Linked DNA regions of Mus musculus: regions 1 and 2 are each linked to region 3. The links are chromatin contacts, called in public HiChIP or PLAC-seq maps. All regions are on one chromosome and are shown on one strand. Each heading gives the region's core, a stretch centred on a gene start, on an enhancer-like site or on the middle of the called end of the contact. The rest is flanking DNA. Distances are from core to core; before and after follow the strand shown.

Evidence for each region. HiChIP or PLAC-seq counts read pairs in DNA pulled down with a chosen protein or histone mark.
Region 1: an H3K4me3 HiChIP or PLAC-seq map of bone marrow-derived macrophages shows a contact between it and region 3, with 3 times the contacts expected there. The contact joins the promoter of Zscan21 here to the promoter of Slc12a9 in region 3. A contact is called at or near these places in 3 of 39 promoter capture datasets (cranial neural crest, hematopoietic stem and progenitor cells and second pharyngeal arch cranial neural crest) and 2 of 115 datasets of contacts at active chromatin or transcription factors (bone marrow-derived macrophages and pancreatic cancer cells).
Region 2: a contact with region 3 is called in an H3K27ac HiChIP or PLAC-seq map of embryonic stem cells, with 2.4 times the contacts expected there. The contact joins the promoter of Gpc2 here to the promoter of Slc12a9 in region 3. A contact is called at or near these places in 3 of 115 datasets of contacts at active chromatin or transcription factors (bone marrow-derived macrophages, embryonic forebrain and embryonic stem cells).

The regions. Positions count from the first base shown.
Region 1 is chr5:138,114,880-138,118,546 of GRCm38.p6, reverse strand. It overlaps Zscan21 (zinc finger and SCAN domain containing 21), which reads right to left and starts at 1,642. Exons shown (of 5, transcript NM_011757.3): 1 at 1,540-1,642; 2 at 627-711.
Region 2 is chr5:138,278,047-138,281,705 of GRCm38.p6, reverse strand. Gpc2 (glypican 2 (cerebroglycan)) reads left to right here and starts at 1,769. Exons shown (of 10, transcript NM_172412.2): 1 at 1,769-2,057; 2 at 2,709-2,867; 3 at 3,169-3,491. The coding sequence starts at 1,892. It overlaps Stag3 (stromal antigen 3), which reads right to left and starts at 1,197. Exons shown (of 34, transcript NM_016964.2): 1 at 1,052-1,197.
Region 3 is chr5:137,331,354-137,335,217 of GRCm38.p6, reverse strand. Slc12a9 (solute carrier family 12 (potassium/chloride transporters), member 9) reads left to right here and starts at 1,636. Exons shown (of 14, transcript NM_031406.3): 1 at 1,636-1,770; 2 at 2,540-2,762; 3 at 2,958-3,092. The coding sequence starts at 2,582.

The DNA of each region.
Region 1 (3,667 bases), core at 393-2,892, 780 kb before region 3:
ACACAAAGAAACCCTGTTTTGAAAAATAACAAAAAAGCAAAACCAAAGCTATCTAAAGGTTGTTTTGTTTTGTTTTTAAAGATTCATGTATTATTTTATGTCTAAGAGTACACTGTTGCTGTTTTCAGACACACCAGAAGAGGGCATAAGATCACATTACAAATGGCCATGAGCCACCAAGTGGTTGCTGGGATTTGAACTCAGGACCTCTGGAAGAGCAGCCAGTAGTGCTCTTAACCACTGAGCCATCTCTCCAGCCCCTATCTAAAGGTTTAACTCAACTGACAAGATGGCTCAGTGGGTAACAAATGCAACCGACCTGCTGCCTGTTTTGAGACTGGTGTCCATGTAATGGAAGGGAAGCAGTCAACTATGCCAACTATCCTTTGACTCACACACACACACACACACACAGAGTAAAAAAATAAAAACCTAACTCTCGAAGTCTAGCAGCAGGCTTTTGGTCACTTCCCAATTTTTCCCTCCTTTATGCGAATTCTACAGTTTATAAGTCCCCCCCCCACACACACACACTCCCTTAATCAGCCTCAAATTCATTCTGTGCAAGACGAAGTGTAAACAAATCAAACTATCACAGATTGCATCAAATGAACAGCAATTATTACCTTGTAGTAGATAATGCCCTTAAGACACTCTGCACTTGGAAACTCCAAGCTGAAGTCGTGGTGGTGCATACCTGTAATTACAGCACTGAAGAGAACAGAGACAGGAGGATCACCAATTATACACCAGTGTAGGCCATACAGTAAGACCCCGTCTCAAACCGAGCAAACTAATTTTCAAAAAGCTTCCAGGCAGGCCAATAATTCTGAAGAGCATAACTACTGGGCAGATCTAGTAGCTCAGAGTGAGCCAAATTCTGCATCATTTCAATAGCCCTGAACCAATACTCAGTCTCTCTTCAGAAGCCTTCCACCACTTGAAAAACAATTTTCCTGTATTGATTTTGTTGTTGTTGTTCACAATTCTTTAAGTGTCCCCTTTCAACAGATTTCCAACTATGTCAGCCACCAAATAAATCAATCACCTTTCTATCCTATACGCGTTTTACAAACGATCGTCTAAAAATCTTTCCAGACTTGAGCAAATCCTTGTCCAGTGCGCACAAAGCCCACCGGGACCAATTCCCCGCCTGGACTGGACAAGACTCAAGACTGAGGAGATTCGGGTTTTCAGAGGTTTCTACACTTGGGCTTATTCTTAACAATTAGTTCTGAGTTTAGATCTCAGGGCTCTTGCTGGGGAAGAAAGAGGGCAGTTTCCGTCAGGTAACAGACAATAACGGAGAGACTAGAAATGCGATTCCGGAAGCAAAAGAATCAGGGTTTTGTTCCAGGGAGCCCTCGGGGGTGGAAAAGCCTTTCCTTAGAGCGGGCGCCGACGACGGCTGGGCGGGGCGCTCCTCCTCAATCTCCCAGAACCACCATGGAGGAACTCCCCGAACCAGAACCACAGTCGCTAAACCCGTCCCACCCTCTCGAAATCTTTTGGCCAACGCTCCCCGACCGCTAGGCTAACCTGGGACTCGCAGGCTCACCGTGACTCAGAACCGCTTTGGAGTCTGGAATCCTCACAGCGGCTGAACGACAGCACCACCGGAAGCGCGTCAGAGCCCCGCCCCTCTGGAGGGGGAGCAGCCGCCCCTCTAGGAATCCGAGCGTTGTCGGTATCCTGTTTCACCGGAGGCTGCGACTGTCCTGGTTGTGATCTGTTTCTCCCCCTATTTCTTTTTTTATTCTCATTCTCTCTTCCTACCCCCTCCCTTTTCTTTCTTTCGTTCATTCTTTTTTTGAGGGTGGGTGGTTTTTGGAGGGTTATGCGGCCCTGGCTGCCCTGAAACTCACTCAATAGACCAGGCTGGCCTCGAACTCAGGGATTTACTTGCCTCTGCCTCTCGAGTGCTGGGATTAAAAGCATGAGCCACCACTGCCTTGTTTTTGAGACAAACATGTCATTAGCCCTAGCTAGCCTGGAACTCTATGTATACCAGGCTGACCTCGAACTCTATAAACGATCCACTTGCCTCTAGATCAGTGAGTGAGTAAAGAGCTCATGCGTGAGGACCTACATTTGGATTTCCAGCACCACATAAAAAGACTATGGTACATCACATGCCTGTAATCCGAGTGCTGGGAGGACCCCTGCAGTCTGTTGTCTGGGCAGCCTAGCTCCAGATCAGTGACACCTTGTCTCAAAAACAAGGTAGAGAAGCAATTGAAGAAGACAGCTAACATTAACCTCTGGCCTTCACATGTTTGCAAACACACTGTGTACATGAGCACTGTAACAGTTAGGGTTCTCTAGAGTCACAGAACTAAGGGAATGTCTGTCTATACTGAGTGAATTTATTGTGATAACTTACAGTCTGTACCCCAGCAATGGTCCAAGAATCTAGTAGTTGCTCAGTCCCACGAAGCTAGGTGTTCCAGCTGGTCGTCTGTAGAAGTAGATTCCAACAGATGTGCTGGCAAGTAAGTGCAAGCAGCCGAAGAAGAGGGACTCTTCCTTCTTCCAATGTCCTTAAGCAAATCTCTAGCAGAAGGTGTGGCCCAGATTAAGTGTGTACCACCATGCCTGGCTCTTAGAACTCAGAGATCTCTTTGCCTTAGTTTCCTGGGCCTAAGTTTTTCTTTTTTGTTGTTCTTGTTTTGTTTTGTTTTTGTTTGTTTGTTTGTTTTTTGTTTTTTCAAGACAGAGTTTTTCTGTGTATCCCTGGCTGTCCTGGAACTCACTCTGTAGACCAGGCTGGCCTCGAACTAAGAAATCCACCTGCCTCTGCCTCCCAAGTGCTGGGATTAAAGGCATGAGCCACCATGCCCGGCATGGACCTAAGTTTCTCATGGCCACTATGCCTCAAGATCTCCATGCCAAGATCCAGGTCAGAATCTTCTTCCAGCCTCAAGATCTGGATCACAGGTGGATTGTAGTTCATTCCAGATAGAGTCAAGTTGACAACCAGGAATAGCCATTACAATCAAAAACACAGAGAACAATCTGCCTGAGTTCTTGTTTATGTATGAAGAAAGCAGTGTCTTGGCAGATCAGATCCAGTGTGTACTAGAGTGTAAATTGATAGCAAAGCTGAGACAAGATTTTGATTCTCTATTTGTGTATGCTTGTTCTACCACTATAGATTTTTCTTTCTGTGCTGGGGGAGGGGGGTAGAACCCAATGCCTTATGCAAGCTAGCACTTCTCTCCATCATCAAGTTATTTACCTAGCTCTGAAGACATTATATATATTAATAATTAGAGCTAGGTATGCCAGTACACAATCGTAGCCCCAGCACTTCCGAGTTGGAGGTTGGGTGATCAGGTATTTTAGGTTATGCTCAGTTACATAAATCCAGTTTGGCCTACATGAGACTCTGTTAAAAAAAAAAAAACAAACAAACTTAAAACCATGGCTGAAGTGATGGCTCAGTTGTTACCAGCACTGGCTGCTCTTCCCGAGGTCTCAAGTTCAATTCCCAGCAACCACACGGTGGCTCACAACCATCTGTAATGGGATCTGATTCCCTCTTCTGGTGTGTCTGAAGACAGAGCACTTACATACATAAAATAAATAAACAAACCTAAAAACTAAAGCAGATAAAAATATGAGGTATAACAATAAGTTGTTCATTCATATCATGTTAAATCAAGCA
Region 2 (3,659 bases), core at 520-3,019, 950 kb before region 3:
CTTGCAAACAGAAACCTGAAACTAGGAGTGATGCTGTAGGCTTGTAATTGCAGCTACCTGGGAGGCTAAGGCAGGTTGCTCATCAAATTCAAAGTCAGCCTGGAACTCCAGAGTAGCCTGTAGCCTGAGCAACTTAGTGAGACCTTATTCAAAATAAACAGTAAAAAAGAGGCCTGGGGGTTATAGCTGAGCAGTAGATGTTCCAAGACTCTGGGCAGCACCCAACTTTCAGTATGGCTAAATAAATTAAGGCCACAGGACCTGGGTCCAATCTTCAGTATAGGTAAATTAATTAAAATAAATAAATAAATAACACCAGAGGATCTGGGGCCAATCTTCAGTATAGGTAAATTAATTTAATAAGGCCAGAGGATCTGGGGCCAATCTTCAATATAGGTAAACAAACAAGGCCAGAGGGTTTACACAGAGCAGTTTCTGAGCAGCTTCTGGCACAAATCCCTCTTAGAGGAATCAGAGAGGGGTACACTGGCTGAGGCTCAGCTGCTAAAACCGAACCAGCAAAGCACCTCAGATTTCCATTTCTGAAACTCATTGTCTGACTCTACAGGAAATGGGAGGCTATTCGTGATCCGGAAGCAGAGGTGTCATTTGAGTTAAGCCACAAACATTCCAACGAGTAAAGCGCGTTCTCTACTTCCAGAAAGCGCGCTGCATAAGGTTGACCCCAAGCTTATTTGGGCTGTGGGGGAGGAGGGAGCAGGGTGTCTTCCGTTTATGAGGCTGCTTATCTCTCTGAATCAGAAGATGGGGTTTCCGGGCCCGGCGTGGTGGCGCACGCCTTTAATCCCAGCACTCGGGAGGCAGAGGCAGGTGGATTTCTGAGTTTGAGGCCAGCCTGGTCTACAGAGTGAGTTCCAGGACAGCCAGGGCTACACAGAGAAACCCTGTCTCGAAAAAAAAAAAAAGGGTTTCCGGCCTCCATAGCGGACACGAGACAGAGCTACAGACCTCAGTGGAGACAGGGGGTTGGAACGCTGCCTATTTATGGGTCCAAAGGGGCAACCTCACAGTTTGAACTTGGAAGAATGACCTTTAGATGAACACGGCTGAAGAAAGGTCACCACCTCAGAGGTCCTTTCAGGTCTCAGTGGACATCCCACCTCGGTCGCGAGACGCCCGCCGCAGCTGCTCTTCTTCCTCTGGTGGCGGGCGGTTAAGCCTTAGAAAAAAACGCGGGAAGGCACGGGATAAGCCGTGCGCAGGCGCGAGATTAACTGGTCTTCGCGCGGCTGAGAAGTGTCGCGAGACTTGGCGCAGCGCGAGCTCGTGCTAACCACGTTCCTGCCTCTCAGCGCGCTTGGCTTCGAGCAGCCGCCAGGCATGTAGCTGTGCAGTCCTGTCACGTGGGCTCCAGCGCGTGCGGAGTCGCTCCATCCTGGTCACGCCTCCTTTACTCCTATGTCCCCTTCCATTGGCTGAGCGTTTGCTGCTGCCTTCAGTCCGGCTCTTCAATTGCAATTGGCTCAGTTTCACCCAAACCCCGCCTTTCGAGCAAAATACCACGCCCCTTCTCAAGACCACAACCCCTACCCCTGCCAGCCTCCGCCGTGCGGGCCGTGTTCCGCCCCTGCCGAGTTGCCGTTCCACATTGGCTTCACGGCTACCCTGTCCCCGCCCCTGGGGCCGGCTTCTTCTTATCATTGGCGGGCTACCGCTTCGGGCCCCGCCCCCTGTCCCGCTCCCCGGCTCCCATTGTCTCCGCAGATGCCTCCTGGTCCTGCTACGGTGCTGGGGTTGTTCAGTTTTAGGGGACACGCTCCTATTCTTTTCTTCGAGACGTCCCGCGGCCGAGAACGGGGTTCTAGAGTTCCGCGGACTCTTCTTTCCTCCTTAGGACCCACTTTGCCCCGTCCCAGGGAGGAGAGCACCTATGTCTGCGCTGCGACCTCTCCTGCTTTTGCTGCTCCATCTGTGTCCGGGTCTAGGGCCGGGACATGGGAGTGAGGCAAAGGTCGTCCGGAGTTGTGCAGAGACTCGGCAGGTGCTGGGGGCCCGGGGATATAGCTTAAACCTAATCCCTCCCTCCCTCATCTCAGGTGAGAAGAAAGAGGGAAGAGTCGGGGTGGGAAGGGGCGGGGACGGGTCCTCCCCATCTCACAATAACTCTTTCCTTTCAGTGACCATTATGATGATTGTTTCATCTGTTGAGCATCTTTCTTCTCCAGTAACTTCCTTCCCGGGATCACAATAAACCTGCTGCTCATATAATAACTCTCATTCAGTCCCCACCCAAGGAATTCCCTTCTCTGTAATTAGCACACCCGTTAGTGTCTTTCTAACAGCCAGAAATCGCCTTGCAATTCCTGTGAGCTTCTATGACAATACTTTCTTGCTTACCAAGTAGCCCCACCCCTACAAATCCCGTTCTTCATTCCATAGTTGTCCCATAAGTCCCTGGAGGAGTGGGTTGTGCAGTGTTGGGGAGGGTTACCTGAAGACCCTCTGGTCACTAATATGGCCCTCAAAGCAGCTGTTCAATAGATGATCCCATTACAAATAGGAGTGAAGCTGAGATGGGTGAGGGACAATAAAAGAGGGTTCAGGTAGGGCTGAAGGGGCAAACAAAGGAAAAAGCAACCGGGCAGGTGGAAGACAAAAATCAGCCCCCAGAGATAGGCGAGGGATGAAAGGAGATTCCTAATATCCCTTCTTGCCATCCAGTCCTCCTCCCTGTCTCCTCTGCGCAGGTGAGCACCTTCAAGTCTGTCCTCAGGAGTACACCTGCTGTTCCAGTGAGACAGAGCAGAAGTTGATCAGGGATGCTGAAGTCACATTCCGTGGCCTGGTAGAGGACAGTGGCTCTTTCCTGATTCACACACTGGCTGCCCGGCATAGAAAGTTTAATGGTGAGGACCTTTGGGGGGTTCCCAGATGTGCTTCACACCTCTTTGTGTTTATGCACCCCGTTTCCTATTCCCACCTCCTGCAGTCATAGCTAGGCCACCACCACCCACCCCAGAATCCCCTGCTTATTTCCCATCCCCACTCCACATTCTCTACAGGACCCTGCCCTTCCTTGTTCCTAGTCTGCCAGCTTACTCAGCTTCTAATTCTTTTGCCTCTTCTTTTCCTCATTCCTTCCTGCCTCTGCCCTTTCCCTGCTCTCCCTGTCTCTGTTCCCTCTTCTCATCCCTCCACCTTTGTTAGAGTTTTTTCGGGAGATGCTGTCTATATCCCAGCATTCTTTGGCTCAGCTCTTCTCGCATTCCTATGGTCGCCTGTATTCCCAGCACGCCGTCATCTTCAATAGCCTGTTTTCCGGCCTGCGGGACTACTATGAGAAGTCTGGCGAGGGGTTAGATGACACCTTGGCGGATTTCTGGGCACAGCTCCTGGAGAGAGCCTTCCCTTTGCTGCACCCACAATACAGTTTCCCTCCTGACTTCCTGCTCTGTCTTACTCGGCTTACTTCAACTGCTGATGGCTCTCTGCAGCCCTTCGGAGACTCACCCCGCCGCCTCCGCCTACAGGTGAGGAGGTCCCACAACCTGAACTTCAGCAACCTCCGACCCTTAGTGACCTCTAATGGTATGAACTGTCACCTCCAAGACAATCACCCCCTTTTGTTCCCATGTCACCTCTGACCTCATGGCCTCTATCTTGGCCTTCTCTGACTTGGTGATCCCCATCTCAAGCCC
Region 3 (3,864 bases), core at 387-2,886:
CAGAACTCGGGTCTTTGTGCTTCTAGGACAAGTGCTTTTGGTAACTTGGAGCCCCAGCCTCTTCTATGGGAATGTGAGACTCTATAACTGTGCTCATTCTGGAGGTCCAAATAACAGGGTGACCATGAATTGCTACGCTACATAAAAATTCAGAACATGTGGCTAAAGGTCTCCAAGGGGGACCAGTGAGATGGCTCAGTGGGGCACTTGCTGCTCTTGCAGAGTACCCAGATTCCGTTCCCATCACCTACATGGTGGTTGACAATCATCCGTACCTATACTCCCATGGGATCCAGCACCCCTTCTAACCTTTATGGCCACTAGGCACGCACGTGGTACACATACATACATGAGACAAAATACTCACATTTAAAAAAAAAATCTAAAGAAAAAAAGCTTCCCATCTTCAGTTCCCTAATCTAATACAACCACAGTAGTAGAACGTGCACTCACAGAATGGTTATGCATATTTAATACAATACCGTGTGAGGGGAAAAATGAATATGTATGTATTGGACTAAAGAGTCAATATGTTAAGGCTTCGTATGTACTATAGCATCACTTAGTGTGCTTGAGGCTCTGTGTTTAATCTCGGGGTGGGTGGGGGCAGTGCTCTTTTAGGAAAATAAATATTTGCATCAGGCTGTGCTGTTACTTATCTGTAATCCCAACACATGGGAGGTATAGGCAGGAGGATCAGAAACACGAAGTCTTCTTCAGCTATGTATTGAAATGGGGCTAGCCCGGTCTACATAAAGAGCGCCCCCACCCATGCCCCCTGCGAGTATACACGGTTAGTTCATCTCTCAACTGCTCTCCTTGAAGGGATGTCTTTTTTAAGTCCCGTTTTATAGATGAGGAAGCGTCGTTGGTAAGACCTGTAAGGGTTGAAGTTGGAGTTTTGGGGTCACAGATAAAGGATTTTTTTTTTCTTTTTTCGAGACAGGGTTTCTCTGTAGCCCTGGCTGTCCTGGAACGCACTCTGTAGACCAGGCTGGCCTTGAACTCAGAAATCCGCCTGCTTCTGCCTCCCAAGTGCTGGGATTAAAGGCATGCGCCACCACTGCCCAGCTCACAGTTACAGGATCTTAGGCACAAAAGCAAGCAGGGTTACCTGCTTATTTACCCGGACCTGAGTCGGGATGGAGGATCACGGCTCCCTCCCGTGGCCGAAGAGAAGAGCGCAGCCTGCGAGCTGAAACTGGACGAGGAGGGGGTCTCCTCTGAATGTGAAAGGGACCAGGCTGGAAGCCCGAGGCACTCTGGGTCTCCCGAGAAGCTGAAATAGTACGACTCCGGCAGGCGCCGACCGACGTCGCTCTCAGTTCCCAGGTGTGTACCTGAGTCAGGTGCCGCGGTTCCGCCCACTCCACTTTTCCGCAGTCGCCACGCGCCCCTTTCAGATATTCCTGGGGGCGTCCTGGAGCTCGGAGTGCAGTCAGACCCTCACCATGGGCATCTGCTAGCATCCTGGCAACGGGGGGCTCTGAGGATCGTGACCCACTACCTTGCAAAAGACACCCGAGACGCACGTGGAACGGTTTGGCTTGCAAGGCAGCGTACGAGAGTGTGGGCGGGGCTTGAGTGTAGACCACACCTTTGAGGCGGGGCTTGAATCGGGACCAATGGGACGCCTTGCTGGGGAGGGCAGGCTCCGGGCCTGACATCCCGGTAGCCCGCTTGCTTTTTCCGGCTCCCTCGCCCCCTCGGTTTATAGCGGAGCCCCACAGGCGCGCTGGGATCACACCGGAGCAGCTTCATTCCTAGGTGGTGAGTGAGCACCCTGCGGCACCCAGATGCAGGGTGCACTTGGCCGGCTGGAGCCAGATGCCTGTCCCCCCCGCCCCCCCCCAGGCATCCAGTTACTGAAGCAAGTGGACAAGAGCGGGTGGGTGGGGGAGGAGGACCCTGGGGATCCTGTGTGGCTGATGCTAGGCTGCCTGCATTTGTGTTTGGACAATTGATGGCTCTGTTTGGATTGATAGAGTTTGGAGGGCTCATTGTAGAGATTAGAAAAATCTGGTCAGGATTGAGATGGGTTGAGGGACAGGGGTGATACAAGGTGGAGCTTTGAGAGCTTTGAAAGTTTCTTATTGCCCATGTGTGAGGTGCTGTATTGAGGGTACTCGACAGGAGCAGCATAGGACTTGGGAGGAGGTGTTTACTGGTAATAGCTAACTTCCCTTTGAGGAGATCTTCTTCCCCTCTTGTTGCCAATTAAGGCGAGACCTATTTGACAAGGGGATCTGTGTCCCTTTCGCAGACTCACTGCTACCCCTAGTTTCAGAGGCACGGAGGATGACACGGTCCCTAAGAACTGAAAGGGACCCTGATTATTTAAACACCAGGGTCCGAGAGTGGGGAAGTTGCTGGGACAGTTTTGAGTTTCTGTGCCCTGTGTGTGTGTGTGTGTGTGTGTGTGTGTGTGTGTATCCTTTGCAACTCTCCTTTTGAGGAAACTGAGTGTTTAATTAGGGTTTTGTTTAGGGAGAGAGGGTCTGTGGTATTGCTATCCAGCCACTAAAACCTCTTTTTACAGGTCTCCTAGCCCTTTTGTGGCTTCCTCTGCTGGCGTTCAGCAATGGCCAGCGAGAGCTCCCCTCTTTTGGCCTACCGGCTTCTGGGGGAAGAGGGGGCTGCCTTCCCTCCCAATGGAGCTGGAGTATCTGGAGTGCCATCATCCCGCAAGCTCTCCACCTTCCTGGGTGTGGTGGTGCCCACGGTTCTGTCCATGTTTAGCATAGTCGTGTTTCTGAGGATTGGTGAGTAGAGGAGGGAATTATTGGGAAGGGGCTAAGGCTAGGGATGGACCCTAGTACATGTGGTCAGATGGAGGGTAAGGCCCCTTGAGGCCTTGTGTGTGGCTCTGCTGTGGGACTGTGCTGGCCAGTGGGATGGGGGGAAGGGGGAGAGGTATATAAGCATCCCTTGTGACCTGCTTTTCTCCCCCTGTGCAGGGTTCGTGGTGGGCCACGCTGGGCTGTTGCAGGCCTTGGCGATGCTACTGGTTGCCTACATCATTCTGGCACTAACAGTCCTCTCAGTGTGTGCCATTGCCACCAATGGAGCTGTGAGAGGGGGCGGAGCCTACTGTATCCTCCAACCTAGATGGACTGGGGTCTGGGTATTTCTGTCCTCCAAGGTTCAGGAGGGGAAAGGGGCCAATATCTTCTGTCTGAAAATAGGCCAAATGTTAATGAATATAGCCAGTAAAGGTGACCAGCACTCTTATCTTCATGCCTGGTCTCCTAACACTGTTAGCAGTTAGCGTTTTTTAAGCACAGAGTGTGTATGTAGCTCAGGGGTAGAGTGCTTGCCTAGCATGCATGGGTTCGATCCCCAGTCCTTCTCCCCCTCTAACAACAACAACCACAAAAAATTGCTCACTGATAGTCATTGTACAGATGAGGAAAGTGATACCAGGCATGGAAATGCAGGCCTCTCACCCTGGGTACCTGGGAGATGGAGGCAGGAGGATGAAAATCCCAAGAGTACCCTGGGTTACAGAATGAATTTGAGACCAGCCTGGGCAAAATAAAAAAATAAAGAGAGGGACATGATGAACCATGCCTCTAATGCTGAGGAGTTCTGGGTCATCCAACCCATAGTGAGTTGGAAGCCACCAGGGCTACTTGAGACCTTGTATCAAAAACACACAAAGTGGTGGCTGGAGAGATGGGTCAGGGGTTAAGTGTACTGGCTGCTCTTCCAGAGGGCCCGGGTTTGATTCCCAGCACCCATGTGGCAGCTCACAACTGTCTATAACTCCAGTTCCAGATGCTCCGGTCACCCTCACACAGACACACATGCAAGCAAAACACCAATGTACATGAAATGAATTCTTTTTTTTTTTTTTAAAAATTA